Linked DNA regions of Mus musculus: all the other regions are linked to region 2. A link is a contact called in public Hi-C and promoter capture Hi-C data. All regions are on one chromosome and are shown on one strand. Each heading gives the region's core, a stretch centred on a gene start, on an enhancer-like site or on the middle of the called end of the contact. The rest is flanking DNA. Distances are from core to core; before and after follow the strand shown. Region 1 overlaps Kif26b (kinesin family member 26B). Region 2 holds the start of Kif26b (kinesin family member 26B). Region 3 overlaps Kif26b (kinesin family member 26B).

What was found. Promoter capture Hi-C pulls out the DNA fragments that hold promoters and counts their contacts. A called contact is a pair of places that touch in the nucleus more often than the background predicts.
Region 1: a promoter capture Hi-C map of trophoblast stem cells shows a contact between it and region 2, with 2.6 times the contacts expected there. The contact joins the enhancer-like site here to the promoter of Kif26b in region 2. A contact is called at or near these places in 11 of 39 promoter capture datasets (the 3T3-L1 cell line, the HPC-7 cell line, cranial neural crest and 7 more), 5 of 484 Hi-C or Micro-C datasets (the Patski cell line, colorectal tumor organoids, embryonic stem cells and 1 more), 3 of 115 datasets of contacts at active chromatin or transcription factors (a beta-TC-6 cell line and embryonic stem cells) and 3 of 9 other capture datasets (embryonic stem cells, embryonic tail and liver).
Region 3: a Hi-C map of uterus shows a contact between it and region 2, with 4 times the contacts expected there. The contact joins the enhancer-like site here to the promoter of Kif26b in region 2. A contact is called at or near these places in 7 of 39 promoter capture datasets (3T3-L1-derived adipocytes, the HPC-7 cell line, cranial neural crest and 4 more), 13 of 484 Hi-C or Micro-C datasets (the HL-1 cell line, adipose-derived mesenchymal stem cells, cerebellum and 8 more), 4 of 115 datasets of contacts at active chromatin or transcription factors (cardiomyocytes, embryonic limb bud, embryonic stem cells and 1 more) and 3 of 9 other capture datasets (adipose tissue, embryonic stem cells and liver).

The regions. Positions count from the first base shown.
Region 1 is chr1:178,596,275-178,599,266 of GRCm38.p6, forward strand. The region is part of intron 2 of Kif26b (kinesin family member 26B); the gene reads left to right. Among named protein-coding and RNA genes, the nearest start is that of Gm24405, 39 kb to the right of the region's middle. Within about 2 kb of position 1,622, at least 6 of the 459 cell types and tissues checked have an H3K27ac peak or open chromatin away from gene starts, as enhancers often do. A contact at or near this core is called in trophoblast stem cells, where this site is marked.
Region 2 is chr1:178,527,468-178,530,529 of GRCm38.p6, forward strand. Kif26b (kinesin family member 26B) reads left to right here and starts at 1,658. Exons shown (of 15, transcript NM_001161665.1): 1 at 1,658-2,158; 2 at 2,922-3,062. The coding sequence starts at 2,096.
Region 3 is chr1:178,640,595-178,643,412 of GRCm38.p6, forward strand. All of the region lies in intron 2 of Kif26b (kinesin family member 26B), which reads left to right. Among named protein-coding and RNA genes, the nearest start is that of Gm24405, 5.1 kb to the left of the region's middle. Within about 2 kb of position 1,322, at least 24 of the 459 cell types and tissues checked have an H3K27ac peak or open chromatin away from gene starts, as enhancers often do. A contact at or near this core is called in uterus, where this site is marked.

The DNA of each region.
Region 1 (2,992 bases), core at 372-2,871, 69 kb after region 2:
AACCTGCAGGAAGTCTATGTCTCAAGAAACCAAAACCCAAACCCTGTAAGTTTTATTTAGATGTGTCCTAGTTTGCTTTCTATTGGCGTGATGACCACGGCCAAAGGCAGCTTGGGGAAAAGTGGCTTTATTTTGCCTTACAGGTCACAGTTCATCATTGAGCCAAGGCAGGAACTGAAGCAGAGGCTGTTCCTTACCGCTTGTTCCCCATGGGCTGCTCTGCTGGCTTTCTTATTTGACACAGGACCACCAGCCCAGGAATGGCACCTTACTCAGTGGGCCAGGCTTTCCACATCAATCACCAATCAAGAAAATGCCCTACAGGCTTCCCACAGGCCAATTTGATGGAGACAGTTTCTCAAACAATACCTCCTCTTTCTAGATAACTCCAGCCCAAGTTGAGTTGAGAAGAGCTCACCAGCTTGAGAGTTTAATGTGTATTTTCATGAGTGGATATGGCTGGTACTTTTTGTAGTCTTCTCTCTTGGTTAGATCTCAGTTCTCTTAATATTACCACATCAGTTTGAGACTGCTTCCTCCTTTTCTGCTCTCTTAAAAAGATCATTACAACTTGTATTGATAAAGTTTGTCAGATTTTACCTGTAAAGGTATTTGGACATGGAAGATTAATTATCCATCAATTAGTCATCCACCAATTAACTAACCATTAATTAATCCTTAATTGGTGATTAATTATTAATTAATTAATTTTGATTAAACAAACTTTCAAGACAAGGGTCTCGCTATGGAGTCCAGGCTGGCTTCAAACTCATGACCCTTTTTTTTTGATCTCTTGAGTGCTGGGATTTCAGCATGCACTACCACATCTAATAGTCAGGAGAATCATGTGTGTGTCAATTTTAAGTCACTAATTTCATATTTTTAAATGACTATAGAAGCGTTTGCTGTTTCTACTTAGATTATCAATTTTTATTTTATTATTTTTATCTCTATGAGTGTTTGTCTGCATGCATGCCTATGTATCACATATGTGCATGGTACCCAAGGAGGCCAGAAGAGGGTGCTGGATGCCATGTAATTGAAGTTACAGATGGCTGTGAGCACCCATGTTGGTGCTAAGGATTGAACCCCGTGTTCTCTGAAAGTGTTGCCAGTGCTCATAACCACTGAGCCACCTCCCAAGCTTCTCTACGACCTACTTTTAAATCATACATAGAGGAAACATTTTATTATGTATATAGAATTTTCAGTCATTCTTTTTCTCTTTAATATTATGGGTATTTTGACATCATTATACAGTCACTAAGGAGACAGGGTTTTTTTTTTTTGTTGTTGTTGTTGTTTTGTTTTGTTTTGCTTTTGAGTCAGAGCCTTTCTACATAAGCTTGGCTGTCCTGAAACTTGCTCTGTAGACCAGGCTGGCCTCAAATTCTCAAGTCTGCCTGCTTCTGCCTCCTGAGTTCCAGAACTAAAGGCACCTGGCTCAAGAAGACAGCGCTTAGAATCCTTGCTTTATGCATTTGCTCATTTTTGTAGTTGTCATTTAGGTTGGGTCACCCAAGAACAAAGGCTGTCACTTGCAGCTGAGAAGGTCACTTGTGTAATGTATGTAGTGTAGTTAGCACCAGGAATCAGAGCAGACACTGATTTCTGCTGACATCATGTTCTAGTCTGACCAGACACTGGTCACTTCCCAGAAAGCTGCGATTTCCTCGTGCTTGATAGGTCGAGGGTAAAGGTCGCCATGAAAATGAACTGTGCAGGGCAGGGGGTGGGGGTGGGGGTTGGGGGCGGCTTTCCTTTTCCTGAGGGAAGAGGTGACACAATCTTTTGGAATGCCGGCTTACCCTGAAGCACATCCTGCCTGGACAGATGAGCTCAGGGATTTGGGCCCAAGTGGGTTCTGTTGAGAGATCTTTGCACATAGTTCTAAAGGCACACAAAGATGGTGGGATTGCAGTTCTGGAGGACAGGAACTGGAAGGACGTGCACCCCACTCCCCATGGAGCTCAGGTCCTACAGCAGTGTATAACACTCTGTGAAACTATTCTTGATGTCCGTGGAGGTCAGGCTCCTTACTGCCCACGTGACCTCACGGTGCTGTGTAGGTGAAGTATGGATAGCTCCCCCTCCCAAGTTGGTTGCGTTGATTCCGAGTCTTAAATCCCCAAGAGTTTTGCTTCTATACCTGTTTTTAACAGCAGCAAGACACTATCTCCTCCTCCTTCCATGTCCTTCCTCTCCCCTCTCTCTCCTCCTCTCCTTCCTCCTTCTCTTCTGCCTCCTTTTCAGTACTGGGGATTGGATCCAGGTATTCATGCATGCTAGGCACATACTTGACCACTGAGCCATACCATTGCTCCCATTTACCTACTGTATAAATGGTCCAAACATTCCCTCTGTCTCTGTTCCTGCCTGCCCAAATTATTGTGTCCAGCTTTCCTGCATCCCATGTCCTTTGAAGACTCTAGAATCTCTCATTGAGTTTTCTCAATTGGATTGGATCAGTGTGAAACTCTTTTGCACTGAATTCAAACACATGATTAGGCTGTCGATTTCTCATTTTAAAAGGCAGTCCCCAGGCCCAAGGATGTGACTCAGTGGCAGGGCATGTTTTTAGTGTGTGCAAGGCTCTGACCTTAATCCTCGATGATGATGATGGTGGTGGTGGTGATGGTGATGATGATGATATTAATAATAATTATAGAAATAATGGCTCTCCATGATCTCTATCTGCTATTTCTCAGAAACACATTGAACCCCTACATATCACATATGTACTTTCTGCTCAGCTCAGTCTGACTATATGCCCTGTCACCACCCACTGCCCACACCTGACTGACCAACCCCATGATCTGGGCCTAAAACAGCACTACCTCTCTTAGGAACAGCAATTTGTCTTTGGTTCAGATTCCTTTATTCCAACAGTTTAAAAAGAAAAGTCCTTGCAGGTCTCTACAAATCTCACATCTAAAGCTTTATGGAGCAGATTATTTCTTTAAAAATATTGTTGTCTTTGTCTTCCTAGCAG
Region 2 (3,062 bases), core at 408-2,907:
AGGCTGATAAGCCGCGCGTAGCTAATGGCGACGATATTTTCCGCGGCACCTAGGCAGAATACAGATGCGGCTGCAGTTGGGCTGCCTGGAGGCTACCAGTCCCCCTAAGGTCTTCGGCAGATATGATCGCGTTGAAATTGGAAGTAGGAACGTAATGGAAACTTCCACAGTGTTCTCAACATCTTCATTTTGACCTTCTCGCCTCGCTTTAGAGGCTATGAAATATCCGGGGTGCACCAGCTGCAGAGGGCGCTGGGCGGGGATGGCGATGCCCGGGAGGCGCCGAAGGTTCACACAGGAAGACAGGAGGGGGGGGCGTTGCCCCGGGTTCTAGCACCCCAATTGTTGTATTCTGCCCCCTCCTTTCTCTTGCATATGTTGAAGGAAGACAGCGACTAGGGAAGCCCGAAATGTCCTCCTGCCCCCGCCTAGCCCCAGGCCAGGTCTTTCCGGGGTACCCAGATGCCATTACACCACACGTGATCTCCGCGCCCGGCTGGTCCCGCAGGAGGCGTCTCGTGGGGTGTTAATTAAAGGTCACAACAAAATAGACCTGCCGGCTCACCAGAAGAAATGTCCTCCCGGGAAATGAAAAATGACACCCCGGAGCAGCCACGTGTGGAGCCCGGCGTACGCCGGCTTCCTGCGCTCCTGGGCGCTGCGCCGGGCGGGGGACGGGAATCAGACAGCGGGCGACAGCTGGGTGCTCTGGAGATCCCACAGGTCCGGGTGCTGGCAGGCAACCGTGCAAAGGGGCAAGGGGACGATCCCAGTCCCCGAGGTCGATCAGCTCGCGCCACACCCCCTCTCCAGGCCCGCGCAGTCCTTCCGCGCGCGTTCGGCGCGACCAATCCCTCAGTTTCCCCAGCCTGGCAGCTACAGGCTGGGTCTCGGGCTCACCTGTGCAGGTCTCGGGAGGTTTTCCCTTCATTAACAGGGGCTTGGGCCCGTGGGCGGGCGCGGGAAGGGGGGCTCAAGGCTCCCGGTGCTCAAATCGGGGTCCAGGGGAGGAGGGTCCCCTGGCCCGCTGGGGCTAGGAGGGCGAATCAAGACAAGGTTTGCCAGGCAGGTCTGGGAGAACAAAGGGCGGGGGGGTTGGTCCCGGCCTGTTTGCGGACTTGTTTGTGACTCAATCCGTTTGCACGGCTTTTCAAAGGCAGACCTGCACGCCTTGCCAGGAAGAGACCAGCTCTCGGGGAGGGGGGCGGGGAGGCCTGGGTGCTGCGTTTCAGCGCAGCTCGGCCGACTCCGAGCTACAGGCTCGCGCGCTGGATAGCACCGGAGCCCGGGGCTGTGGGCCCCTCGCCAGCAACTTCCCCGCCCGGAGCCAGATTTACGACCCCACCCCCGCCCCGGCTGCGCCTGGCGATGCCAGGCCCAAGCGCCGCGCCGTAAATGGATCGCGGCAGGCGAGGCGGCGGCGGCGGCCCGGCGGGCTCCGAGGCGGCGGGGCTGAGGTTCCCTAGGCTCCGCGCTGCTCCCGGACGGACACACGCGTCCTGACCGCGGGCTGCTCTCCGGCCGCGTACAGCCGCCCTCTCCTTGCCCTGCGCGCAACTGTCAGGAGAAAACGGGACGGCGCATATTGGCTCGGCGACACGCCGTGGCTCCTCCCCGAGTCTGGATCCTTATATTTTGGGAGAATTTCTTTGAACTCAGTTAGCGAGCTCGGGGAAGGAGGCAAGTTCCCACCGCCGGCTCGGCTCGGCGAGGGCTCGCCCACCTTCCCTGCAGCCTCCCTGCGTCCTCGCCGCCGTCCTCCTCCGTTTCGGCCCCGCTAGAGGAGAACGCGCGCTGGCCGGGTGGAGGAAAATGCTAGCGATCTGGATGTGACCGCGAAGAGAGGACGCGTGGCTGGAGGAGGCAGAGAGATGAGAAGACCCATTATTTGAGAACCACCAGCCGTTCCAACCTTTCCTGCAAATTGGTGCTATTACTTCTGGGGTCCATTTGCTTTCATTCTTCCCAACCCCCCATTAAGAAATCTTGACTTGAGGACCAACCCCTACCACGAGGGGGGACGCGTCTGGGTTGGCAGACCTTTTGGATGTAGCCTTGTGGGAACATTTAGACCCTTTCCTCTGGAAGAGCCACCATGAATTCGGTAGCCGGAAATAAAGAGAGGCTTGCGGTCTCCACCAGGGGCAAGAAATACGGGGTAAGTTGTGGCGGTGTCCACGAGGAGATGCGTTTCCAGGGACTCATCTGAGTGGGTGTCCTCTGCTTCCCGGGAGCCGGCGGCGGATGCAGGGTCCCCAGCTCTCGGGTGCACCGGCGTCCCCACGGCCGGCGGGGTCGTGCGTGCATGGAGGCGGGTCTGCAGCTCGCCTGGCTACGGGAATGTCTTCAGCCCTTGGTTCCTCCCTTTCCTCACACCCTTAACTTTTGCAGTATTTCGGGACTTGCAGACAGAGTTAAGCCGAGGGGGAGCATTTCCCAGGAATTCCTCTGCTCTTCCCTCGGATCGCTGCCCTGGAGCGGGGAGCCCGTTTGCTTTACCTGCAGGACCTGGGGTGGGGGCTGTTCCCCGAATGAGTAAACATCCAGAAGTCACAGTCACCCACCCTGCGATAGGGTGTTCTAGGACTGTGTACCTAGGCCCTTGCTGGGGTGGGTACCGGGTTTGAAAGAGTAGGGCGCTGGATTTCTGGGTGTTCTCGCAGAAGCTGCAGGATATCCACACCCCGCAAGCTCTTGTGCTGACCCCAGGAGGAATGGAGGGGGACCTGCGTGCGGGTCACTCTGGCGAGGGTGGGTGGGACAGGACTTCCTTAAGGATTGGTCACTTGAAGGATGGAGATAGATGGAGGGCAGGTTTGCATCAGTGCGGGCAGGACGGCGACCCCCCCCCCCCACCAGCCCTCCGCCGCACGGGGGACTGATGGCTCTACAGGGCCTGACGCCGCGCGTCTCTCCGGCAGGTGAACGAAATGTGCTCGCCCACCAAGCCCTCAGCGCCCTGCTCTCCTGAGAGCTGGTACCGCAAGGCTTACGAGGAGTCGCGCGCCGGCAGCCGGCCCACCCCGGAGGGAGCAGGCTCTGCGCTGGGCTCATCGGGCACC
Region 3 (2,818 bases), core at 72-2,571, 110 kb after region 2:
TAAGGTGGAGAACAGAACTGGGCAGTGGTGGCACACACCTTTAAACCCAGCACTTGGGAGGCAGAGGCAGGCGGATTTCTGAGTTCAAGGCCAGCCAGGACTACAGAGTGGTCTACAGAGTGAGTTCCAGGACAGCCAGGACTACACAGAGAAACCCTGTCTCGAAAAAAAACAAAACAAAACAAAACAAAACAAAACAGATGGAGAACACATTCTGAGGCACCAGGAGGTTCGGGGAGAAAATGAAGCTTTGCCCTTGCAAAGTCAGAAGGCAACAGATCCTGCTCACTTCCTCAGAGAGAAGTTATGTGCTAAGGTCCAGAGAGGTCGGATGGCAGGAAATTGAAAGCTGTGATGTTGACACTCTAGATCAAGTGTCCTTTCATGATCTTAGACTTTTGTGACTGAAAAAACTGCTCTCCTACCAAGGAGGTGGACTCAGGGCTGAAGCGCAGTACAGCCATGAGCATTTCCCCTTGGAATCTAATCCAGCCAGGTCATCATGACCCCCTGCATCATCAACAGAAGTGGAACACTGGCCAAACATCACCAAAGCTTTAGAATAACATCCACTTACTTCCAGGCCTCCCGAGACCCGATTCCTCGTTCATTCATCTACTGGACTTTCCAACTTCCAGACTTTCCACAGCTGTCACCGTTTAGCATGAGTAACAGCCTGCAGAAGAGTGTGGGTGACAGTACGGCATGCTGCCGGGCGACATCTTGCTCAGCATTGCTTATGCAATCTCCTGCCACTGGCCATGTGCCAGGCCTGACAAATAGCCATGAAGGTGACTTGTCACAAAGTAAATATTTTTGTGTAAAAAGATCACTGTTGAGTTTACTCCATTATTACATATTCTATGCTTGGCAAAATAATTATTACAGTAAATGTTTCTGCTTCTGCTTTTGCTTCTTCCTCCTTCTTCTCCTCCTCTTCCTCTTCCTTTTCCTCCTCCTCCTTCTCCTCCTCTTCCTCTTCTTCATACTCAAAAGAAAATCTTGGTGGAATATTTTCCTGTCCCTGGATTATTCGGAGTATCCAGTGCTGTCTGAGTTCTGTCTCATGCATCTCCCAGCATCTCTATCTTTCTTGGGAAAATGTATCTACAAGGAGTGAACCTTACTGAGAAAGGCAAACCATTTTCTGTGGTTTTGTTTGTTTGTGTGAGTGCTTATAGATACAGTGCTGGGCCTTTTCTACAGAGGGGCAGGAGAAGGACACCTTGTCACTGAACGTGCAGCCCATGGCCTCCAGCATCTGTATTTGCCAGTGTTTTGAGGATTAGACTCATGAGCCTGTGGTGCTCTCCTGTGGTGCTTTCCCGTGGTGCTTTCCTGTGGTAGCTTAGGTGTGGCTCCCTCAAGGGGCATTGCTTTCAGAGCCTGGTTTCATTCAAAACTCAAAATGAAACTCAAAATTTCTCTTTCTCCTCACTTCCCCCTTATCAACATCTTGTATTTGTGTGGTGCATTTGTTATGACTGGTAAAAGCCACCATCAATACATTAGTATTAACTGAAGCTCATAGCTGACATTAGTGCTTATGCCCTGTGTTGTAAAGTCTGTGGGTTGGACATATGTATAGTGTCATGTAGCAATACTCATGTATTGAGTACTGAACCCTACCATGCTCTGCCACTGGGTATATGTATGTGTCCTACAAAGGAATTTCATTATTCCCCAAATCCCATTCAGTCAATTTCAACTTCAAGTTTAGCTTCATGGCATCTGACACCAGGCTCCGGACTCTGTGGGCACCTATATGCACATGTACATACGTTCACATGCACATACATACATGCTCATAATAAAATAAACCTTTAAAAATAATTTTCAGTTAGAGTGTAGTAGCACATGTGGTACTCTTTTGTAATGTGTGGTTATCAAAAGTGAATCTTACCTATCGAGATTGAGGAAAGATCTTGCCCAAGCTATGAGCAGAAGGTAACAGTGGCATCTTCCTTGTTCCCATGGGAGACCCACCAACTCTAGCCATGATGGCCCATCTTCCAAGAGTAAGATGGGAAAAGCCAACGGGAGACGGATCAGCACACCATCCTTGTGTGTGTTTGAAGGAGCTTAGGCTAGATTGGTGGGTGGAAGAAGTGATTTTACAGTCAGCAAGCGAGTGGTCAGGAGACAAAGAATGCATGCAGCACCTGACGTGACATGTGCAGATGCACACTTCCTCAGCATATTTAGTTAGTATATTTTCTGTTCTTAGACTGGTAGATGCTTATAATGATTAGAATCTCCCAAGGTGACAAAAGTGATCATTAGCATTTAAAACATTTGTAGTTTTTAACTAGAGCCAAGAACTATGTTCAGGAAATGACCCAGGATCAGAGAGCTAAGAACCCACTGGTAGCTGATGCTCTCTTGCTATGTATCGACTATGGCTGAAGAATCATTTCATTGGCACCTCTGATTACACCATGTGTCAGCATGGGGAATGTTTGCACAGCTTCCTGTGTGTCAGTCAGGCAAAGAGTGTGTGTGATACGGGCTGTGGTTCAGGTTTATGGCCCAGCATGGCTGCCATAGGCTTGAGCAGTTTGGAGGCCTGGGCCTCTGCTGTCCATCTCTCTTTTTCATAGTTAACCAGAGACAAAAACAAAGGTTTAAAATAATGTAACAGTGTTGCAAGCAGGATTCCATGCTTTGCTAGGCTGGAGCACAAACCACCTCTCCCCCTTTAGAAACATAAACTATTGCAAAAAAAGATGAGAAAGGCCAGGTGAGATCTTGTGAGTGTGATTTCCCTGGGAAGGAGGCATACGTATTTAGCTGGCTTGCAGTAAATCTAACTGATGTT